Linked DNA regions of Mus musculus: region 2 is linked to region 1. The links are chromatin contacts, called in public HiChIP or PLAC-seq maps. All regions are on one chromosome and are shown on one strand. The core of a region is the stretch at or near the end of the contact, and the rest is flanking DNA. Distances in the headings are between cores, read along the strand shown. Region 1 overlaps Rtn1 (reticulon 1). Region 2 holds the start of Lrrc9 (leucine rich repeat containing 9).

Region 1 (6,543 bases), core at 3,031-5,530:
CTCCTGGAAACACTATGAATCTAATGAAGCTAGACGCCAAAATTGATGTGCAAAGCCGGGGCCTAGAAAGAAAATGAACGGTGGTGAAAGGGCTTTGGTCTTTTAAACTTCATTGTACAGATGATTTACTGACAATGATGGGTCACTGACAGTCGCTCAGCTTAGCAGAGCTGAAATGCAAGATGCATTCAGCAGCAACCGAACTTCAGAGTCTGAACCGTGACCTTTCTATTGATTGCTTTGGAAGTATCGTCCAGGAGTGTGTGTGTTCACATCACTTCTACCCTCCCTCTCCATGCTGACTCCTCTAGTGCCCCCCCTCAAATTCATGCCTTAGTTTTACATTTTATATTAAAGTTATTAAACAAAATTAACAAATCTATAAACAGTCATGAACCTGATCATTTAATGAATACTAATAACAGCCATAAGTGAAAAACAGAAAGGCCATGATGATGATGGTGGTGGTGGTGGTGGCGGCAGCGGCAATGATAGTGATGGTGACTGTGGTGATGATGACGGTGATGATGATGGAGGGATGGAGGGAGGGAAGAAGAGAAGCAAAGAGAGAAGGAAGGGGGAAGGAGAGAGGGAGGGAGGGAAGGAAGGAAGAGGAAGGGAGGAATGAAGGCAGTCTTGCCTTGATTGTAACCATGTATTCTTCCTTTGGTGTGTGACCAGTCCTTTGCAAGGCAGATGTTTATTGTATATTTGGAGCCCTCAGAAATTCAGCCATCAAAAGTATTAGCAACTAATTCAAAACATAGTCCCAGATAATAAGGACTTCACAAAGACTAGCAAAACATGGGGATAGTTTTCCTAACAGTAGAAACAGAGAGCCCAAGAGGAAATTAGATAGGTAATCAGTCTTTTTAATGGCAGACAAAAGCCAAGAGCACTTTTAACAAGAGCGACTACCTGCAACTGAAGAGGTCAGGGAGTAAGAGAAGAGAGGAGCCTTTGGAGGGGCGGCCACAGCGCTGGGCACCTAGCCTGGCAGGAGCTGGGGCCAGCAAGCAGATCAGTAACAGCCTCACCTGGCAGGGGAACAAATAATGATTTCAGGAGTTGCAGTTAAAAATCTCGCTGTGACATCTACTCCCATGCCAGCCGTGTCTCAGGAAAGTGCCTTAGACTGGCCAGAAAGTGTAGCCTAATAAACATCTCTCAAGTTTATATAATTAATTATATGTAAATTAAATATATATAGAAATATTCAAAAAAGAAAAAGAAGAAAAGGGAATCATAGTTCTGGATACTTAATAAACAACATTTGTGGGGACCTCATCTTTTCAAAACTGCAAAGTTTGCTTTTTCCTGTCAGTCAGACGGCGAATGTTCCATTTTCCTGTTCCTTATCTAAGGTTAAGTCTGAAATAGATTTTTTTAAAAAGCTGTGGCTGTTAATTTATAAAAATTAATGCCACCTTTGTACACATTTAAACAGATTAAAGTAATCTGTCAGTTGGAAGGAGAGAGAAGTGCCCATTAGCAATTTCCCATTGGAAGGCTGCAGGGCTAAGCTTGGAGGACATCACAGTGTAAACTGAGAGATGCCGGGAGATGTGGGCTCAAACTGGCCCGCTTATATTTCAACCAGTGTATCTCCTGAGTATTTTGAGTCACTTGATTTTCTGTATCTTCTACAGAAACAAGCTCTACCAGTCTTGGAACCAAGGCCTCATTGTCCTACTCCTCCCCCCCCCCCCATTGCCTGTACCCTTAAATGCTGATAACGAAACCCCATAAGGACTGATTCTGTTAGGTAAAAGGTACAGGGGGACTGCAGACTTTAACTACGGGGTCCTTGGGGAACTGAGACAGTATCCACTCTTCTTTCTCACATCTCAGCACATTTCCAGAACTTTTGTCCATTCTTATTTTGTTATTTTATGCATATGAGAGTTTTGCCTGCATTTATGTCTGTGTACCACATGCATGCACATGCAGTACTCAAAGGGGCCAGAAGAGGGCACTGGATCCCTGGAACTGGAGTTGCAGATGGTTGTGAGTGCTGGAACCTGGGTCCTCTGCAAGAGCAGCCAGTGCACTTACCCACCGAGCCCTGTTCAACCCCAACTGTATTTTCAGCACCAAGTATGAAACATATATGTTTTAAGGACTTCTGACTTTTGGGTTCTAGGAAAACATTGTTCCACAGAAACAAACTATTATGTTCCTCTCTCATGCAAATCAAATTCCTAAATCTTGAGGGACAGCAAACTATAAAGGAAACAAAAATCACGTAAGAAACCATGAGGGCCAGGCACTGCGATATGTGCCTGAAATCCGAGCACTTGAGAGAAAGACCCAGAACAAGGAGTCCAAAGCCTGCCTCAGTTACATACAACCCTGTGTCAAAAAACAAAACAGCAAAAGAAGAAAGGAAAAACGGAAATACTAAGTACTTGATCTCTTGTTAGAGAATACTCACAGGTCTAGCTTTAAAAAGTGTTCTAAGGTTTGCTGTGGTTACTGTGTGCATATAATGGTCTAAATTATAGGCAGAGGTATAGAGATTACCACTGTTACCATAGTTATGGATGCTGAGGATAAAAAGAGAGGCAGAGAAAATAAAAAAGGATAGCATTAAATACAGATACTATAAATACAAAAATAGATAGAATTGTCATCTACAATGCAGTCACCTGGGGTAGCCATCACCAGCATTTCCACAATTTTCCTTCAGTCTGCTTCTGCGTAGGCTTAGATTTTTCACAACCTGCTTTAATAAGGTTTCCTAGATGTTTTAACCTCCCTGTAGTCCACCACCCACCAGAGGGAGTGGAAAGGAAAGGTTAATAGGGCAAAGGAGGATGTGGACCTGCTTGTAACAGCTCTTTGGGGCCATTCCAATCTTTGTTGTCAGGATGTCAGCAGCTCAGTTCCCATGAGTCAGCAGTGGAAGCTCAATCCACTCGCAAACACCATTCACGAATCAGCAGCAGCAGGTCAATTCTGAAGAAGCCATCCGACGCCAACCTCCCCAAGTCCACAGCAGTGGCCAGAAGCCAGTGGAATATCATGAGAAGTTCTTTGGTGCATTTCTCTCTACAAAATCATCAAAGAAAGCAAGGCAAATCAATGCCACAGCATTGTCCACTGTCTGTTGGGTTATATTTATACCCTTTCCAAACATCACGTGTCCTCTCTAGAGTCTGCTCTAAGCAAAACATCACATACCCCTTTTCCAGGCAGCTTCCTTTAAAACACCACGTGTCTGTTCTCAGCAAAATATCTTCCCATAAGACAATCTCCAGAAAAACAGCACATGACTCTGTTGAGTCTCCAAAGAAACCAGAAATTCCCACTTCATTACTTTTAACATTAAATATGAAACATATTTATAAACCCTGTATCGTGTGAGTATATTGATTATTTTAAGTTAGTGTAAGAGTGGCCTTCCTATAAAGCCACTCTTTATAGAGTAACATGGTGACTTCTGTCTCTGTCCATATACAAACTTTACTGACACATCCTTAATACAGGATTCACATGAGTTACTTTGGAATTGCTCTTCTGAGAGCAAGAGAGCTGGTCAGATGACTGAGCTGCTGCAAGGGCTTGTATGCAAGTCTGGCCACATAAACTTGATCCCTAGAGCTCGCATTAAGGTGGAAGGAGAGAAATGACTTTACAAAATTGTCTTTCACCTCCGTATACATGCAATGGCATGCACACTCCTGCACTCACACCTCCATATGCACACAGTGGCATGCACACTCCTGCACTCACACCTCCATATACACACAGTGGCATGCATGCTCCTACACTTACACATCCACTCCATGCATGCATATATTATCCTTGCGATCCAATCTCTCCCTTCCCAAACTCAGGGAGCCAACATGGATCAGATGCTTCTTAGAATTCACCATTGAACTCAAGGACTGAGGAAGATTTAGATACATAGGACTTGTGCCTCTGTTACATATTCAAAGGAGGACTGGAGGGCCTGTGGGTGTGCTTGAGTGTGAACACATGTGGAGAGAGAGAGAGAGAGAGAGAGAGAGAGAGAGAAAGAGAGAGAGAGAGAGAGGAGGGAGAGGGAAAGAGAGAGACATATACATCTCTAATTGGTATTGAAAGGGATTTTGTTATTTTGAATATTGCACAATATTAATTAAGCATATTTAGCAGCAGTTATCTACTTTGGAAGATTTTTCTGACTACTTCAAAACAGAAACAACAGAAAATGTTCCATGTATCCAAGAGCAAAGCTGCTAGGAGCCATAGCCAAGGGCTTTCTTAGGGACTTGGTTGTTCCATCAGGAGTGCTCTCAGCTGCCATGGTGACAGGTACCATGGAGACAGCCATGCTTTGTCAGATGCATCCCAGAGGATTCTGGGTATGCAGCAGTTGGGGGAGAATTGCATTTTAGCTTCACTGTAGATACTGTACAATGTGTAAGCCTTGTTTTAGACTGTGGGTCTAGGGCTTGTTTTAAATATTTGTTTGCTTATTGGGATGAAAGTACTTGCATGCATATGCTGCAATATTCCCACAGAAGTCAGAAGACAGCCTGTAGCTTGTAAGAGTCATTTTTTTCTGCTTTTACCATGTGAGTTCCAGGGACTGAATTCAGGTTGTCAGTCTTGACAGCAATTGCCTTTGTCTTATGACCCATCTCGCCAGCCCTCCAGCTCAAGCTGTCTTTATTCCTCTCCTTCCTTCCTTCCTTCCTTCCTTCCTTCCTTCCTTCCTTCCTTCCTTCCTTCCTTCCATCCATCTGCCTGCCTGCCTGCCTGCCTATCTATTCCATCTATCCTTTCACGTTACACACGTGCAACAAACGAGCAAACCTAATACATCTAAAACAAAAATAAGAAAAGGTTACAATATTCAATCAAATCTTCGTGTGGAATCTACAGAAAACTGTATCATTTTCAGGGTACCTGGGAACTTTCAGATGCCTTTGGCAATCGATAACAATTACAGTGTGAATAATTTGAGTCCGGAGGCAAACCCCAGATTGACTTCAATGACGCAGTTCATGTTTCATTAGTCAGACCAAGGTTAATTCTGACCATGTTAGTGCTTACCCTGTGCCCTGTGTTTTCCGTTTAAGCCTGAAAGTTACCTATGCCTGGTGCTGCACAAGCATAGCCTTTTACAGTAGAGAAACGGGAGGTACAGAACAGAGATTGACACCTCACAATCTTAGGGGCTGGGCTGGTTTATATGGTAACCATTGGTTACCATATTTCCAACATTTCTAAACATTCACAATAGCAAAGCTAAAGCCCGATTCAGAAGTCCTTGGGTTTTCATCTGTGGCTCTCAGTGATGGACAGCCATGACAGAGAGGGCTCCAACACTCTCCATGCTCGCCTGGAGAACTCAGCACACTTCTCCCAAAAGCACTGAAGCCACTCTACAATTTCACTAAACCACAAATGCTTCCCATAAAACATCAAGTCACAGCTCCTGTTGGCGTTTTCTTTCCGCTCCATCTTTTCTAAATACTGTTCTGCCTTGCAATCTGATCTCTCTCTCTTTTCAAACTCCATGATTCAGACAGCGTGAATCAGATGCCCTCTACCAATTCTTAGAATTCGCCGTTGAACTCAAAGACTGAGATAGATTTGTATACATAATCCTTGTACCTCTGTCTGTGAGCTTTAAAGTTACACATGCAAAGGAGGACCCAGGAACTTGTGAGTGGCATGTTTCTAGCGCCCACTTCTGAGTTTGTAAGCCATCCAGCATCCAGTTATTTTACTAAGGTCCTCTGATGCTTTTGAAATTGTTGAGCTGAAGGCTAAGAAACTGAAGTAGCACCACCCTAGCCTTTCACATAGCTGGCATCACAAACACAGTGGAGACAGAGAGATTCCTGCCTCTGTGCAGACAGTGAGATTCCTGTCGCTGTGCCTGGTTGCCCAGCACAGAGCCTTAGCTCTGAGGCCTCAGCATGGGAAAAGCAACAAGCCTTCAGCATTTACAAGGGAGGGGACAGAAAGTGCTAGAGCTTATAGAAGTCTGCCCTTGAGTGCGTTATCTCTGTCTGAGCCAGTGTGTGTTATCTGCAGCGATCCAGGCGTGTAAACCCACGTTCATTTCTCACACTGTAGAACTAAGACGTACAATGAACAAAGACCAGCCCCAAGCTCTCGAAGCAAGGGTAAGTTTGGGCTTTCTGTTTGCTATTGGAAGGTCAGGAAGGAGTAGCTAAAATAATTGTACCTAGAGGCTTTATCAGTAGCATGTAGTCTTTAGATAAAACTTCAGAGAAAAGACCCCTCCGCCACTAGGCACTGGCCGTCTTCCACATCTTCCTCAAGCTGGACTTACCCCTCAGCTTGCTTTCCAGCATTTGTATGGCAGCCTTGTTCTCTTCTTGGCAATCCGAGGGAAGCTATCTCAGCCCACAGCATGGCAGTCATTGTTGTAAATAGCATTGACTAATTTATCCCTCTAAAATGCTTAGAATAGCATTTAGACGCCAAGACTTGGAGTGGGGAAAAAGTGTTATTTTTGTAAGAAATACTATTTTAAGGGACACTGAACACCAAGAGACAGAAATGGGCTGTTATGTTTTG
Region 2 (6,543 bases), core at 2,037-4,536, 180 kb before region 1:
TCTCAAGCCTGCCCCCTTCCGCCCTCATTTCTCCCCTCTCCCTTATCATCCCTCCCTGCCTCCTCCGCCATCTCTTGTCAGATTGTCCTGTCCTCACCTTCACAGGTAACAGGGCTGTCTTAGGATATACTCCCTTCAATTTCCTTTCTCCTTAAACACACATCGCCCGCCCCACCCCCTTAGGACTTTTGGCTCAGTAGAAATGTTCATTTGGGGGCTGAGGGAGTTGGCTTAATGGATGAAGTGCTTGCTTGTGTTTGCTGTGCAAGAGTGAGGATTTCAGTTTAGGTTCGCAGCACCCATGGAAACGCTGGACACCTGCAATCCAGGCCTGCGAGTGGAGACAGAAAGAGCTCAAGGAGTTGTTGGGTTTGGGTGTGCAAGATGGGGAAGGCTTGCCGGGTCCAGCAATTTGGCTGAATTGGTAAGAGAGGAATTGAGGAAGACACTCCATATTAGCAGTCTCTTATATATATCCATACATCCTTGAGTGAGCATGCCCCCACACACATGTGCACACGTATCACATACAATGAATAAATAAAGACTTCGTTTTGACTGAAATGAATCAGCTTTTCTGTGCACGGGTCCACCGTGTCTACCTCTGTTAGAGACTGCTCTGCCAGTCCATCTTTCTTCCCATAGGGTCTCCTTTCCTCTGTGTGTAAGCACAGGTTTCCCTATTTAGAAAAGTCCTTTCTATATTGCATTAAAAAAAAAAAAACCCTGAATAGCTACGTTTCACACTTTCACAAAGAACTTTCTAGACAATCATCAGCAACAATAATTTACTCCATGCAGTCCTCAACCCAGTGTAATGTGAAAGAAAACCCTTCAAGCCATCACAGCGTCTACTTCTGGTTAAATAAGTCCAACAACAGTCAATAACTCCAGATTGCCAAAGACAGTGGACCCGTTTCCGCCTCAACTTGACCTTGATGTGACTTTGAGCAATGCTGATAGCATTGAGCGATACTGATTATTCTCAAGTTTTCTCCTTGGTTTCTCTCTATCCCCTACCCCTCCCTCTCCTTCCCTCCCACTCTGTGTATGCACATGCAAGAATAAACGCTGCTGTGTGAATCTAAGTGTGGAGGTCAGAGGATAATCTCAGGGGCCATCCCACAGGTGCCATCCACCTCGATTTCCTTTTGAGACGGTGTCTCTCATCTTGATGGGAACTCACCTGGTGGGCTAGCTTCGCTGACCAAGGAGCTCCAGGAATTGGCTTGCCTCCCAAGCACGGGGATTACACGCCATGTTTTATTTACATGGGTTCTGGGATGGAACGCAGGTCCTCTTGCTTGCAAGGAAAGCGCTTCACCGTCTAAACTGTCTCCCTAGTCCTCTACTTGTTATTTTGCACTAACAGCTTCCTTCTTTGTAAAAGCCACTCATCTTTCGTGTCCTCTTTCCTATGCAATAAACTCAAAAGCCCACGTGAACATGTCACAGGCATCTCAAATACAGTATGCCTGTCCCAAGCTGAGCTCGTATTTCCAACCAATGTTGTTTCCCCTTAATGAATGCCTTCTTGTGCTAAAGGACACCACCACCCATCCCTTCTCCATCCCAACACACACACACACACACACACACACACACACACACACACACACACACAATTCTTATGCTTCCTCTCCACTCTCTGCCATCGTGGCCCCTCTTGTCTCACTACCTACCCCATTCTCTAATCCATGGGAGCAGCTAGACTCTTGCGGGGGTATATTTGTTTATGCTACTCCTCTTGGAAATTGTTTATAATCACCATTTTCAGACTCATGCCAATCTCTTAAGCCCCTGGTCAACCAAAACAGCCACTCAACATTCCAGTACCGGCTACAACTCTAGTCCTATGATAGCTAGCATGGCTGTACTTCAGCACATACTTCTTCCTCTCCTTGAAATATCTTCTGTCCTTGACTCTATACTCCATATATCCTTAAAGAGTGCCTTGAGTCTTCTTCGAAGACTTGCATCCTCTTTGGTCTTATTGTAAACATTCTCTTTCATGTGACTGGGTAAGGTTAGCACATGTCCTCTGCATGGCTACTGTCTGTCACATTGTATTGTGATACTTGCAGGTCCTTCCTCCTAACATGTTCACCGAGGACAGGAACTACGGCTGACACGACATAACTTATCAAATGGTTCCAATGAACTGTCATACCACACACATCCTACCCAACATGACTGTAAACACTGTTCTGCATGGCAATTTGTAACACAGTACTAACTGGTCCGTAAAGAACTGTCTGCCAGCAAAGCTGAGTGAGCATTTAATCTAAGAAACTATCACCTTTCTGCCCAACAGAAGCCCTAGGTGGTCCAACTGTTTTCTCCCTTGAGTATAAAGGAGCCAGAACCCAACAGTTCTCCCTGGTGGTTCACATAAAGGCCCTCCTATTTCTAGATGATCAGTATCCCTTGAGTCTTTCAGTCCAGTAGTTGCCCGAGCCTAGGGCACATCATTTTTTCCTTTTTCCTAGGATCCTTCTCTGAAGTATCACTATTATTTTTTATTATTATAACTACCATCACAATATTACTATAACCCCCACTGCACCATCACATAGGTCCCCTGACCTGTGTGCTGCTGGGAGATTTCCTCCATGTGACTCCCTAGTCCTTCCTACAGGGGAGGGACACCTAGAGGCAACCAGAAGACCGATACTCAGTACCTTATTCCAGAGAGAGGATGGATTCCAGGGCTGTCCTAGGCAGGTCAGAGTGCACTCCGACCTCCCAAATCCCTTCCTGCAGCTGACACCAGCCCCGGGCCTGCTGTGTACTGACCGCCCACTGCGGTTGTCTAGGAAACCCTCTCTCCGCCTCCCTTGACCTCTGGGTCAGGAAGGGGATGGCGAGGACGGGGAAATCAGCCGCCCATCCTTGCCTGCATCACGTGGTAGCAAACTACAACCAATTAACTTAAGCAGGGAAGACCCTCCCCCGCCCCCTTCCGGAAGACCTCCCCTCCCACCTTTGTTAAGACTCCCGCGGAGCGGTGGCAGCCGGTCGCTGCCTAGTTCTTAGTCTTGGGTGTTCACTTTGTTTCCTTCCGAGGACAGTGACAGTTTGTGGGCTAGGCGGTGGGGACCTGGTCCTGGCATTTTCACAGTTAAAGTTTTTGACACCTGGAGCCTCGAAGTCAGCAGTACTAACTGGTCTTGATCCCCAGCATGGCGTGGAGCAGTGAGGTCATAAGACGGTTCCCCTTCCGCCGCTGATGGCCTCGGTCCCAGCTGCTGCGCAGCTGAGGCCACCAAGAGCCCGGTGAGCCCCCAAGGGCAAGCGCCAGACCGCGCGCCCAGGAACGTCTCCAAGCAATCGACCCCCACTGGTCTTTTAGGAGTTCTCAGGCAGGCTTTCGAGTGTCTTAATTTGCCAAAATTCTCAGGAGGCAATAATTTACAAGATAGAATACAAGTTAAGAGGACAGGGGGAGACTGGCTGAGAAAGCAATGAACTTATAAAACAAACCAAATCAACCACAACGTCTACTAGAGTTAGCCACTAGCCACAGCCGCGTATGTGCCCTTTAAAAGCGGTAGTCTGAACTGACGTATATAGGAAAATAGACCAAAACTTAAACGCTTGGTATGCAGAGATGCAATGGAAACGACTTTGTTAATGATTTTTGTATCGATCACATGTTAAACTATTTTGGGGTGCACTGAGTTAAATAAGGTTATGTTTTGTTTGTTACGTTGAAAATCTGGCTACCAGGACAATTTATAATTGCTTGGGAGGCTTGCATTAGGTTATTTTGGACCGGGCATGTCGTTGTTTGCTGTCTATTGCAAGAAATAAACACCATGACCGGACGCAACTTGAGATGAGGGTTTATTTGGCTTTATATGATCAGATCACAGTCCTTCAGCAGGGGAGTCAGCCCAGCTAGGAGCAGTGGAGAAATACTATGGGGTTCAGGTGGCTCTCTTATACAAGCCAGGACGACCTGCTCAGGAGAGGCACTGTCCACAGTGGGCTGGGCTCTCTCCTATCAGTCATTAATCAAAAAAAAAAAAAAAAAAAAAAAGATATGCTCTCAGGACAATCTGATAGGGGCAGTTCCTCAGTTGAGATTCTGTCGTTGTGTCTAGTTTTGTATCAAATTGACAAAACTCTTGACAGCACTGCACTCATTTTTATAATTCAGTGGGGATGTGTTAGTATTTATGACCTTCGGGTCCTCTTGCAAACTAGCATCTGCTGCTTCACTCAGCCTAGCTTTCAATTGCTTTCTCAAGAAAATCTAAACATTATAAATATTTCGTTTTTCTTTCTTTCTTATTTTTTGTTTATATTTTTGTTTGTTTGTTTGTTTGTTTTTTTGAGTTTCTCTGTGTAGCCCTGGCTGTCCTGGAACTCACTTTGTAGACCAAGCTGGCCTCGAACTCAGAAATTCGCCTGTCTCTGCCTCCCAAGTGCTGGGATTAAAAGCATGTGTCACCACGCCCGGCTAAATATTTCTATTTAATAACTTAAGAGTTGGATGCATCCGATGAGTTTGCTGTCTGTAAACACATTCACTGAAGAAGTGAATTAATTCTCCCTCTCTATTTTCATTTCACTGAACACTGTTCCTTCCTGTCAGCAACAGATCAAAAGTAAGCCGATTAAACTATTTGTGGCTTATGGTAAAAGCGATGCCAGGTTTGTTTGTTTTTTGTTTGTTTGTTTGTTTTTGGCTTGCTTGTTTTTTTGTTTTGTCTGTCTGTTTGAAATCTGATTCCGGTTTTATTTTTACTATCTCGCTGAAAATCTAGTTGAACAAGATAACCTATGCTTGAAGAAGCCTTTGTTTAGAATATAAAGATTAAATAGGAGGATAGTTTCAATTTGTAAACTTTAAAGAAATTTCCATCATAGATCAGTTAGATTAAAATTCTCACTTTGGGGTTTGCTGGTTTAGTTTTTTGTTTGAATCATCTTTTTTGTTTGCTTGTTTTGTCGATTTGATCCAAACCTTAATTGAGCAAATGCCTCCATCAGATTGGCCTGAAGGCAAGCCTGTATTGCATCTTCTTATTAACAATTGATGTGGGAGGACCCAGGCCACTGTCGGTAATTCCACCTTTGGGCAGGTGTTTCTGGATTGTATAAGAAGACAGAAAGCCATGGAGGGAGAGGGAGCCAGTAGACAGAGTTTCTCCATGGATCTGCTTCAGCCCCTGCCCTGCCCACAGGTTCCCTCCACCCCCCCCCCTTTTTTTTTTTCTGATTTTCCAGCCTGACTCTTCTTTGCTGATCGAGTCATAAGATGAAATAAACCCTTTGCTATCTAAATTGCTTTTTGGTCATGATCCTTATCATAGTATTAGAAACAAACCAGAACAGGAAGAATGCAGTGTTCGGGGATGGGAGTACAGAGGTTATCAGAATACACTATTTAGTTTTGAAGTATACGAATCTGTTGTGATTTCCCCTGCAAGAGGTAGTGTTAATATGCACTCTGTACTTTTTATATAAAAACAGATTATGTGAGAGCTCGCATACGATGAGGCCAACTCTAACGATTCTTCAGGAGCCTTCCATCTTGTTTCCTGAGACAGGGTCTCGCTGAAGCCAGTGCTCCTGCTATTACGGTAGTCTGTCTGTCTGTCTGCCTGTCTGTCTGACCAGTGGGGTTCAGACATCTACTCTTTCCTCCCTCCCCAGCTGGGATTACAGGCAAGCACTCACGACCTAACCAAGTTTTTATTTGGGTTCTGAGCCTTGAAGTCCAGTCCTCACATTTGCACAGCAAGCAGTTTTTCTATTGAGCATCTTCTTATGAACGATTGATGTGGGAGGGCCCAGGGCATTGTGGGCAGTTCCCCCTTATGGATTGTATAAGAAAGCAGACTGGAGACTCATACCCACCCATGACGGGAAGAGTGCTCTTTTTCTCTAGGAAAAGCTCATTGACTTTGGCAGCAGGACTTGTGTTAGCATCCTTTACAGGCTCAGAGGAAAAACCTTTGGTGGTTTGCCAAATTAAATCCTTTGTCCAAAGTAATCTGTTAAGACTGTTTGTTTCAATTTTCCAGATGTTGCTTAAAGCGGAAAGGTGCGACCAGCTTTCACTAATCTCATTGATTATTCATCATTTGAGGTTGACAGATGATACATTTTTTTATGTGTCTGTAAATGGAAGTGAACTCACTAGCAGAGCTGAGAGAAGTGGACATATGTTCCCGTCTCTAACCCCAAAGCAATCTCTAATAGTTATCATTTGCCAGTGAGAATTTAGTTTTCTTCAAGGGAGTCTCGCTGTGGAAACAAACTACTCTTCAAGGTAGGCTGCGCGCCCAGCGGTAGATGATCAACAGAAAATGAACTCAGTGACATCTTGGGAAGTTCCTTGTCTCAGAATGCTGTGTCAGGGCCTTTTCTACCTCCCCCCCCCATTTTGCTTTTAATATTATTAATTATTATTATTATTTTACTATTGCTATTATTGTTGTTATTTTGCTCTACCGGTTCTTCTCATCCACATTATGGCTTGTAGTTTAGTGTTTTTATGGGATTCCTTAATGTGTGAACGAGTGGGGGTCT

Evidence for each region. HiChIP or PLAC-seq counts read pairs in DNA pulled down with a chosen protein or histone mark.
Region 2: a contact with region 1 is called in an H3K4me3 HiChIP or PLAC-seq map of stem cell-derived neural progenitor cells, with 2.9 times the contacts expected there. The contact joins the promoter of Lrrc9 here to the enhancer-like site in region 1. A contact is called at or near these places in 4 of 39 promoter capture datasets (the 3T3-L1 cell line, the HPC-7 cell line, pre-B cells and 1 more), 3 of 115 datasets of contacts at active chromatin or transcription factors (embryonic stem cells, forebrain and stem cell-derived neural progenitor cells) and 1 of 9 other capture datasets (embryonic stem cells).

What each region holds. Positions count from the first base shown.
Region 1 is chr12:72,263,233-72,269,775 of GRCm38.p6, reverse strand. All of the region lies in intron 3 of Rtn1 (reticulon 1), which reads left to right. Gm52013 (a long non-coding RNA gene) reads right to left here. Exons shown (of 3, transcript XR_003950281.1): 3 at 1-3,051. Among named protein-coding and RNA genes, the nearest start is that of Gm52013, 6.5 kb to the right of the region's middle. Within about 2 kb of position 4,280, at least 44 of the 459 cell types and tissues checked have an H3K27ac peak or open chromatin away from gene starts, as enhancers often do. A contact at or near this core is called in forebrain and stem cell-derived neural progenitor cells, where this site is marked.
Region 2 is chr12:72,438,609-72,445,151 of GRCm38.p6, reverse strand. Lrrc9 (leucine rich repeat containing 9) reads right to left here and starts at 3,286. Exons shown (of 32, transcript NM_001142728.1): 1 at 2,984-3,286.